Regions from separate parts of the Bombyx mori genome. Here region 1 is linked to region 2. Evidence: chromatin contacts called from public Hi-C data. All regions are on one chromosome and are shown on one strand. The core of a region is the stretch at or near the end of the contact, and the rest is flanking DNA. Distances in the headings are between cores, read along the strand shown. Region 1 holds the start of LOC101744693 (IQ motif and SEC7 domain-containing protein 1). Region 2 overlaps LOC101744693 (IQ motif and SEC7 domain-containing protein 1).

Region 1 (5,849 bases), core at 3,310-5,809, 220 kb before region 2:
GTATGTTTGGCAATCGTAGCGGCAAGAATGAACAAATCGTTTCAAATTTGTCAGGAACACTGCCGTGGGGATTGGAAAGATACTGGTTCCTCAAACTACACTAATCACGGTACAAAAATTGGACTGCTTTCACAATAAACAATGAAAACAAAGCGTCACCTACTATCATTGCAAGCCCTTTAATCTGAACACATCAATTGTAAGCCGACACCAGAGCAAATAAAAGCATCACACAATTTTACTTCGGCATTAGAAAAAACGTGTTTACCCGCGCGACGCTAAGACCGAACGTATCTACTAATTATCACGTCCCACCGACGCTGGATAGAGATATTTTTGTTTTTTCTACATAACCACTTAATAACATTCTTCACGCTAAAGAAAACTAGTTCTATTGAGACGGCTTCTATTTTAATTGTCGCATTATATTGTACCGAGGTTGCGTAAATGAGTACCTATTTAAAATAGAACAATCAGTAGCTGTTGTGTGTAAAGGATTGATAACATTTCTACACTGTAAAAACTGAGACCTTAGAACTCACGTCTGGATGTCGTGGCGTCATTTACGTTGTAGATGTAAATGGGCTCCGCAAGACACTTAGCACCAGGTCGACCGTGAGCTCGTCTATCGATCTAAGTAATTAAAAAAAAACAGTTTTTTTGCCCTTTTCTTTTATTGCCCTGTAGGCAGACGAGCATACGGCCCACCTGATTGATGGTGAGTGGTTACCGTCGCCCATGGACTTCAGGAATGCCAGGGCAGAGGCAAGCCGCTGCCTACCCTTGCATACGAAAACCATGTCGATGCTTCGATGTAACTGAATATATTAGAATAAACTAACTCCCTTTATACATCTATTAACTCCTTGTTTGTTTGCATCATGATCATTTCCATACTGTTACTGAAATTATAAGTTTGTACACTATTATGATTCTATTGTCAAAGACTATTATACTTCTATAATCACAGATTTCGCCAAGACTACACTTTAGACAAATATTGATAACAATATTTAATCTATTCTAAATTTGACCACAGACTAAAGCAATAAGAAAAGTTTGACAGTAAGCAAACAGTATGCATACGTGTGTGTGTCAAATACATGGTAGTGTGTAATGATATTAAAAAAAATTTAACATTATGCACTCCTCTATAATATTCTCTGTAAGTGTGAGAAATTTCATACTCCTCCGTCCGCGCAATTTTCGGAAAAAGCGATACAAAGTTTTTGCTTCACGTATTAATATATAGATATGTAACGATCATGATTTGGGTGAACGTATTCTTAGTGAAGTTTTAAATCAATAGCAGCTTAATGCCACCTCTGTGCCAGTACTAATGCGTTCGTCCCCAGCGGTCATCGCAAGCGGAAGTCCCAGTCGAAGAACCAAAACGGTTCATTCGGACCATTCGAAACGACTCCCAGATATTTTTTCTCTCGTTCACCGCTTCTTGGAAAGTTTACGGCCTCTGATAAAGAAAAGAAAAAAAAAAAAACATAAAAAAAAGATTGAACTCTCGGACCGATGGGAATGTTTCGGTATCGAGGTTGATGTTAATTTATCTTGTTTTGTGTAAATTTTCTTGATGCTTAATTGCTTTAAACTTTCATTCACATAGATAACTCAATATCATAGTTATTATTTGCTCTATAAACTGCATCGCCGCTCATAATCCTTATTCTATATTATAAACTAGCGACCCGCCCTCGCTTCGCTTCGGAAACTGTAATTTATTATTGATTTCTCCACTATTTAATAGATGTTATTATACATATAAACCTTCCTCTTCAATCACTCTATCTATTTAAAAAAACCGCATCAGAATCCGTTGCGTAGTTTTAAAGATTTAAGCATACATAGGGACAGACAAATATAGGGACAGAGAAAGCGACTTTGTTTTATACTATGTAGTGATTCTAAATTGTAATTAAGCCTATCTACTCTTCTTAGTCTCTGGTTCAACAACTCGTCGTCCGCTTCACACCTGAAGAGAATTTGGAGTACCTAACCCATGTATCAGCTCGCTGAGATTCCCGCCGGATCTTCTCAGCGGGTCGCGATTCCGATCCGGTAGTAGATTCATTCGCGAAGCAGCTGCTCTTAAGCTATCAGGTCTCCTTCGGAGGTGCTCGGGCAGCTGTTAGCAAATCCCAACCCTATTGGCTGAACCTTTGCTCGCCCACCTGTCCTGGTGAAACTGGAAAAGCCTCCGGGCTACCAGTAATCTTTTAACACTAAAAAAAAAAATTTGGAGTGTAAGAGTTGTTGGGGGACCAATTAATTAGATTTTCCTTTCGTTACCTGAACCTCATAGTTCGGTGTTTTCATGTGATCGCCGCTGTGGATTCTGACTAAACAGGGGTTGTAGTGGTGGCACTCAGTGCCGGATATAACATCCGAATAAAATCATAAACAAATCTATTGAATAGCTATTGATATTTTGTTGTTCTAAGTACAAAATTTAAACGTTCCGCGGTAACATCTCGTTATTTATGATTCATTTTTTTTTAATCCTACCTATGCTGGCCTTGAGAGACTATATCAGCTTCGCCCTAACGTGTAGGTGAGCTCACGGGGTTCAAACCGGAGTGGTGCTAACACTGGCCCTAGCAAGAGCAGTACTTCGCAGAATCTACCACCGGATCGGAAACGCGACCCACTGAGAAGATCCAGTAAGAAACTCAGTGGGTTGTGTCTGTTGGTTAATTCGCTCGTCGAGCCCTTCATCGCAAGCGACGGGTTCGACGGGTTACAGTGACCGGTGCTTGTAACCTAAAAGCACCGTTAATGGATCAGGAGGATCCATAATGACGTGTTTTGGGCAATATTCATGCAGTTGCGATATAACACAGTGAAAAACGTCTAGAGTTTAAGGTCGAAATAGAATGAATGCACTCAAATTGCAATTAAACGAGGACAAAGATAAATCCCATTCTCACGGATCGTTTGGAACCTCTGGGTCTGCGAAGGGACTTCGGTTCCCTCTGTATTTTGTACCGTATGTTCCACGGGGAGTGCTCTGAGGAATTGTTCGAGATGATACCGGCATCTCGTTTTTACCATCGCACCGCCCGCCACCGGAGTAGAGTTCATCCATACTACCTGGAGCCACTGCGGTCATCCATAGTGTGTTTCCAGAGGTCTTTTTTGCCACGCACCATCCGGCTATGGAATGAGCTCCCCTCCACGGTGTTTCCCGAGCGTTATGACATGTCCTTCTTCAAACGAGGCTTGTGGAGAGTATTAAGCGGTAAGCAGCGGCTTGGCTCTGCCCCTGGCACTGCTGAAGTCCATGGGCGACGGTAACCACTCACCATCAGGTGGGCCGTATGCTCGTCTGCCTACAAGGGCAATAAAAAAAGATTAATAGTTAAACCGTAACAAATAGGATATAATATACCGGCGTAACAAAGATCATAATATGTTTTGATTGTGCAATACGGATTGAAACATTTAACAATATTTTATTGTCAATTACATAGTTGGTTACATTTAAAGGTTTCAAAAAACAACAATGGATATCAGAACAATATATTACAATAAGTCACAAAATCGTGAACATGAAAAGGCGCTTTTGTCCTTTGTCTTTCATCATTTATCATCTTTGGCCAGCATACGATCCACCTGGTAATGAGCGCTCACTATTATTCATGGACGTCAGCAGTATTATGGGTCCATGCCTAGCTTCGTTTGAAGAAAAATCTGTCACAGGGCACTCATTACTGGTGGTAGGACCTCTTATGGGTCCACACGGGTAGGTACCACCACCTGTCTATTTCTGCCGTGAAGCAGTAATGCGTTTCGGTTTGAAGGATGGGGCAGCCGTTGTATCTATACTGAGACTTTAGAACTTATATCTAAAGGTGGGTAGCGCATTTACGTAGTAGATATCTATGGGCTCCAGTAACCACTTAACACCAGGTGGGCTGTCAACACGTTCACCCATCTAAGCAATAAAAAAAAGATAATAATTTTATCGATCAAATGTAAATACGTATAAGCGAGTACTATTTTCTCATCTGTTTATCAACCGATTCTCTCTTTTTGTTTAGTTGACAAACATTATTAGCATCCACTATTTTTTAATTTTTAAATGTCAATAAAAAAAACAAAAGAGATAATGAAATAGGTAAAAAAAAAGTGAAAAGATTGAAAAGTATTATTAAAGTTTAAAGAAAAGTTGGAATAGCCTACGGGTTAATAGTAATGCCTTCATACCAAAAAAAATTCTCGGAGCTGAAACGATAATAATTATCGTAAAATTAGATCAGATTTAATTTTGTTGGAACGCAGTGACTTGCTTAAAGCGCCATCTCTGAAAGCACCTCTTAACTAATTATATTTTATAATGTAACATGAAAGATGTCGACAGCTCCGACAGCTACAAACGTAATAACAACTTTTCAAAAGATGGCAGTACAATCGCTTTATTTGTTTTGAAATAGTAAGCAGATGGCGTTGCACACAACTCTCTTTAATAAGAGGTTCTCGGGCTAAGAAACATTTGGAGGCCTTCAACGTCATTTCAATTTTGCCGCATTATAGTAAAAGTAACGGAGTCAATAGCAGAGTAGTCGCGTTTGCGGTAGGGTGAATGAATTTCGCCTTTAGTCAGTCTGTTGTCGCTCGCGTTTGAAATTGTGTTGTGACAGTCGGATATCGAGATTCGTTCGGTGAATGTTGTGAAAGTGTAATTCTTCACGTTTAGTGACTGAAATTTGTTCAGAGAATACGATTTTGCAGTTGTAAATATAAGTGAAGTGTGTGATGTGAGTTTTAGTGAACGTTTGTGTGGTAAATTGTGACTCAAAACGCGTTAAGCGTTACGATCTTCGAGTTACCGGCGAATCGTGTTATGGTGAGTATGATCGATATTTACCCCCTTTTGTCTACATTACTGTATTGTTATGACTACTGATATTCATAAACAAAATTTATAAAAATCTACTGTCACTATTAAAAACCGCTAAGACTATAAAACAAGTTTCAAAAGTTGAACCAAGTGTTTAAGTCCGTTGAATTAAATTCTATTTCCGTTAGAATACCTTATCTAGCCCAAATCTTGGTATTTACAGCTTTACATGAATAAAATTGTGCGCTTTGTACTTTGTGTTGTATTTCCTAATTAGTTTAAATATTTAGTTTTGAGATCGACGTCTTTTGCGATATTTTTAGTTAGCTGTTGTTGGGTCCAAATGGGGAAGTATTTCATTGGGTTAGTACATGCGTATACATAATTTTCATTGATAATTAATAAAAAAGATACTTATGTCTAAAGACCAAGTGATGTACTTTTGAAAGACTGCAAAGCTAGTGACCGCTAATCATTTCTTATTAAGATTTTTTTTATTTATAAACCATCAATTAATATGTTGGAGTGCTATACAAAATAAAATTTAAATCTATATTACTTAGTATAAAAATAATTTTAAAACAACTGAGATTTCCAGTAAATAACATTTATTGTACAATCATCCTTAAAATCATGAATCCAGGCAATTTAATTTATTTTTATTCATTTATCCTAAATTTTCATTTATCCTTAATTTTCGAATAGCAAGTCATAATTAGCCTTAGGTAAAAATATATCAAAATTATATGAAGCTCTAATGGATAAATGTTTCAAACTGTTACATGAATTTAATTCAATATGTTACATGACAATATCATTTTCTGTAGGAACTTTTTATTGATCAAAAATTTTATTTCATGATTATACTTAGCTTGAATTTAAGATTAGTTTCACTCTGATCATGGTAAGCACTGCAAAATAATGAGAGTAGTTTGAATTTTTTAAATTGTATTATTATGCAATTATTCTTGTTTCTAATTTCAATATCTTCTCA
Region 2 (5,469 bases), core at 1,237-3,736:
TTTACGTTTAACAATTATTCCGATTCTAAAACTCCATTTGTCCGTAATTACAGGTACTGATATCTACGCGACTACGTTGCTACAAAAAAGTCCCAGCGGCACAGAAAAGATGTTAGCTTTGACGAGACCCATGAGGTCGATGTCCTTGCGGGAGCGACACGAACCACCCGACATGGGGTAAGTTACAAGGAATCCTACAGAGAGGTCATACAATAGCCGATTAATTCCAGTCAGTAACGACAGAGCTCTAGAACATCAAATCTATTATTTTCTTCGATTTTCGTTAATATAATTCAAACTTTTTTTTTATTGCTTAGATGGGTGGACAAGGTCACATTCCACCTGGTGTTAAGTGGTTACTGGAGCCCATAGACATCTACGACTACCAACCCACCTTGAGATACAAGTTCTAAAGTCTCAGTATAGTCACAACGGCTGCCCCACCCTTCAAACCGAAACGCATTACTGCTTCACGGCAGAAATAGGCAGGGCGGTGATACCCACCAGCGCGGACTAACAAGAGGTCCTACCACCAGTAATTACGCAAATTATAATTCTGCGGGTTTGATTTTTATTACACGATGTTATACTCTAATATATACTATGTACTACTCTTAATTTTTTATCTAATGCTAACTGGGCTATCACAGTTTCAAACACGAACAACATCTTGTTCGTCCGTGACCACTAAAAAAGTATACGAAATGTCGGAAATAATATAAGGAAAATAAACAGAGGAAGGTCAGAGGAATCACCGCCTAGCTAAGGACATCGGCAATCGGGTTTCAAGGACATGTCCTTATCGAATACAAATTAAATCCTTCTTAAAGAAAAGAGGTTTTTTATCTAATTACTTTTGCCGTAAAGTATCAAATTATAGTACAGAAATAAAAGGGAAAAGTATATTGAATTTAGGTCGCTTCTTCGACTCGAATATTGTGAATTATAATTTAATAATTGTTTGTATGTACTAAGGAGTAAGCATTTACAAAAATTCTGTAAGCTGAACTTGACTGAAATTAACTGCATACTACAAATTTGTATTGAAAAGGTGAAATAATCAGATAAATCTCTAGAATTTATAGCCGCATAAAAATGCTGATACAGGACTTTTTTTTTTATTGTCTACATGGTTGGACGAGCTCACAGCCCACCTGGTGTTAAGTGGTTACTGGAGCCCATAGACATCTACAACGTAAATGCGCCACCCACCTTGAGATATAAGTTCTAAGGTCTCAGTATAGTTACAACGGCTGCCCCACCCTTCAAATCGAAACGCATTACTGCTTCACGGCAGAATTAGGCGGGGTGGTGATACCTACCCGTGCGGACTCACACAATTTATACAAAGGTATAAGATTTTAACTTTGAATCAAAAAATTAAGTGGTGGTATTGTTTTTTTTTCGCAGCAACCACTTGCAATGCGACACGCACGACGTAGAAGCCATGGTTGCTAGAGTTCAGCAGTCGGCTCACCAGATCCACATGATCGCCACCGATCTACCGCCCGGGGTGCTTCATCCGGCTGACGCAGACAGCGGGGTATGACGGATATTAAACAAATCATTACTTAACTTTTACCTAATTTTGGTACATAACTTCTTAATGAGTCAATACATGTAAGAAACCTTCGTTTTCCAAATTAAAAAGGTCTGATGTATTCGTAGTTGTGCGAATATATGCCTTTGTACTAGGACCTATTGCCCAAAACACGTGATTACGGATTCTCCCGATCCATTAACGGTGCTTTTAGGTACCACAAGCACCGGTAAATGTCCTCGTCGAACCCGTCGCTTTTGACGTAGGGCTCAACGAGCGAATTAACCCACAGACACAGCCCACAGAGTTTCTCGCCGGATCTTCTCAGTAGGTCGCGTTTCCGATCCGGTGGTAGATTCTGCGAAGCACTGCTCTTGCTAGGGTGAGTGTTAGCATCACTCCGGTTTGAGCCCCGTGAGCTCACCTACTAGCTAAGGTTACGCTGAAATAGCCTCTCAAGGCTATCAGCTTAGATAGGAAAAAAAATACCCAGATTAATTTCTAAATGCTTTGTTTATTCTAATTAGAAGTACTGAATAACTATTATTTTCTGTGAAAAGCCTTCAAATTACTGTATAAATATTTATATTTCCCTGATTCTGTTGATTTGGGTACACACACGGAGTACAAAAAAAAATATGACTCAGCTAATTCTGTTGTGCATTTACTATATTTACCATATATATATTTTTACTAACTGTGTTCTTACTTTTCCTAGTGATTCCGGTATCTAATTTAATCTAATTTAATCACTGTGCAATTAAAAATAACGGAAAATTTCTATAACTAAAGCATCGTAACACGAGTAGGTATAGCGATCGCGACACTTCCTACATAAAAACTATGCGATAAAAATGTCAACGCACTACATCTTAGCGAATATAATAACCTTGTTCGGCTGTTACACAAAGCGTGTGTGTATTATTAGTTAAATAAACACAATGACATGATAGCCCAAACAATATTCTATCAGTTGGTGACGTGCGCCGCGTCGTGTGGTCGCCTGCGCACCGTCTTATAGAAACCGTGTAATTAAATACGGTATATCAACTATTGAATACGACGCGACATTAAACCTAGTGCTCACTTAGATATTTCTAGAAAAATAAGAAACAAAAAAAAATGTGTTACGAAGTGAATCGTAAAAAGTCGAAAGTGCTAATGAAATCGGCAAAGAAGAGCAAAGATGTATTTCGGATAGTGAAAATGACAAGACTGTGGAGTTTCAATACCGGAAAATATGATTTACGTAAATATAATGTAGGTCTTTTTTTCTTTGGTATAATCACGACGGAAGGGTAGCTTCCGGGATTGTCACAGGGAACACCAATATCAGCCGTCAGCTTTCCTATTTAGATAAAAATAGTATACGGCTTCCGCAAGGAGGTCGATGGCATTCGTATAATACCGGCTGTATTTTATTGAGTGCTGAGATCGGCTGTTAAATTCCAGCCGTGAGCATCCGTGAGCACTTGTTACTCACGATGTATGGATTTCATACGAACAGAGAAATGATAGTGATCGCGTGCCATCGCGTCGAGTTGCGAAAAAATTTTCTGAATTAAATTTCTGTGAAATGTCATTATCACATTAAAACAAAGAATGTTAAAGTAAATAACATATTAATAAACAAATAATCTAGGGAACGTATACATTAAACTCTCAGACAAAGCGCAAACAAACTTGTCCGTCACACAAATATCCGAACTGGGAATCGAACCAACGTCTATTGGCAAAGCAGTCAGGGGTGCTAACTAGTGTGTCACCTAATCCTGTTATATAAAAAAAATATTTGGGATTTAAGCTTTCCGTCACTAAGCTTTGTTGCGATTTAGTACCTGGCTAACAAATCAATTAAAAAAAACCTCATCACTGTATTTTTACGAGTTGAATTAATTTATTCTATATCCTAAGTGAGAACACAAAAATCGACTTTTAATTATTCTCAAACCAAACAATCCTGACTCAAACGTAATGTAAATAATATTTTCAGTATTATTTAATCAGCAAGACAATTTACTTAGTCGGTGTTTTAAATTAATATGTAATCACGTGTATTTCGTGAATTTCAGGTTTGCAGTTGTTCAGTTAGCGGCTCCGTGACCAATATATCGACTTCATCATCGCACAATGAATCTCTACACAATCACCAGATGATGAATACTGGTATGTTGGAATAAATAATTTAAAAATATATTGCTTATATGGGCGGAATAATAGGTTACAAATAAAATGTTTCAATAAATAATAAATAAAATAAAATAAATAAATATTTACTAACAGTCACGCCACGTTAACTGGTCCCGTGATAAGTTCGTAAAGAACTTGTGTTACAGGTACCAGATAACGGAAATAAATGTAAGATTTTTATTATACACATACACATATTTAATATATATACATAACCCTGGAAAAGACATTTATATTTATCATACAAATATCTTCCCTTGGCGGGATTCGAACCCGCGACCCCCTGTGTAGTGACTATGTCACTTACCGCTACACCAGACGGCCGTTCAATAATAAAAACATTGCTTATATGGGGGAACTAGGTCAAAGCCCACCCGATTTTAAGTGGTTACCGGAACTCATAGTCATTAACAACGTAAATGCCGCCACCCGGCTTGAGACATTACTTCCAAGTCCCAGTTTTCCAGTACAACGTCTGCCCCACCTTTCAAACCGGAACGCATTAATGCTTCACGGCAGAAATAGGCAGGGTGGTATGTATCTACCTACCGGACTCACAACACAGCCTACCGATAATATTACCGAAATAGTTTGAAGGGTTGGGCAGTTTTTATACAATACAATAGATACTTTTACTTCACGCCTACAAGCTTCCTTATCCACTTAACATTAGGATATCAAATCTTTAGAAGCACATTCATGAGCTATCATCTTGAATCTAGCTGAAACTAAATTAAATCTTCACTAGGTAAATTTTACGCAAGTTCTTCCTAGAAACGGCGACGGTAACTATCGCCAAACGCATCACACGAATATGTTATTATATGTTAATGGTCCATCGGACGTATATGTATTGTTAGGCGCTGGGGTCGGGATAAATAAAATTCCACCAAATTACAACTATAAACTGTATTCAACACTTGAAAAACACTTAAAACAATTCACAAACACTTTAAAATTCTCAATTCGCTTCTTCCGCTTCGCTTCAGGTAATACGTTCGCTGTTTCGCTTCGAGTAGTTCCGATTACTGGCTGACTGCGTGCCATCTCTACAATTCTTTTATAGCCGATACCTCATCCCTAGAGTTATCGAGAATATTCCACACATCTGTGGAACTTCTCGAGCGTTCTAGGTGTTACTAGATCCTTCGATATTCGTTCGACTATTCGGCGATAGATGGCGTTACTCTTACCGGCGTAACAGTATATACTAAAAACTACAAGTACGCCATAACCCGACAAGCAACGTCTATTTCAGGTCCGATCTATGGAAATCTACTCTCGTCGGGTGGCAAACCCCTGTCGTCTCCCACCCCCCGACAGCAGCAGCAACTGGCTGCGATACAAGCTGCGAACGCCAGGAGGATGCCTCCGGAAGTGCCCAAAAGAACGAGCAGCATAACTCTAAAGTAATTATAAAGTTTTCAATTGTTTTTATCCATTTAATTGCAGTTTTATTTAACTCAAGCCTTTTATCAGCAAATACGGTCAGACAGTTTAAAATATCTTGAGTTACGTCCCTACGCCGGGATCCTAACTCGGGAAGTGTGACGATTGTTTTGACAAAGACGTACTTGAACGAATATGTTTCGTGGACGATGTGGACGATGAAGAAAAAATTTATTAAAGTCGCTGCTATAATTGAAAACTACGCCATTTGCTATATTAATTTCAGATTTGATTTGTGATTTGATTGTGTTGTCCAAGACAGCACTGATCCATCTCAAATCAAATCAAAT

What was found. Hi-C and Micro-C count contacts between places; a contact is called where the count stands out from the background.
Region 1: a contact with region 2 is called in a Hi-C map of midgut, with 2.6 times the contacts expected there. The contact joins the promoter of LOC101744693 here to the enhancer-like site in region 2. A contact is called at or near these places in 3 of 7 Hi-C or Micro-C datasets (middle silk gland, midgut and posterior silk gland).

The regions. Positions count from the first base shown.
Region 1 is chr27:6,411,365-6,417,213 of ASM3026992v2, reverse strand. LOC101744693 (IQ motif and SEC7 domain-containing protein 1) reads left to right here and starts at 4,559. Exons shown (of 23, transcript XM_021346151.3): 1 at 4,559-4,861.
Region 2 is chr27:6,186,243-6,191,711 of ASM3026992v2, reverse strand. It overlaps LOC101744693 (IQ motif and SEC7 domain-containing protein 1), which reads left to right. Exons shown (of 23, transcript XM_021346151.3): 8 at 54-177; 9 at 1,411-1,543; 10 at 3,613-3,706; 11 at 4,989-5,139. Among protein-coding and RNA genes, the nearest start is that of LOC119630684, 18 kb to the left of the region's middle. Within about 2 kb of position 2,486, at least 4 of the 8 cell types and tissues checked have open chromatin away from gene starts, as enhancers often do.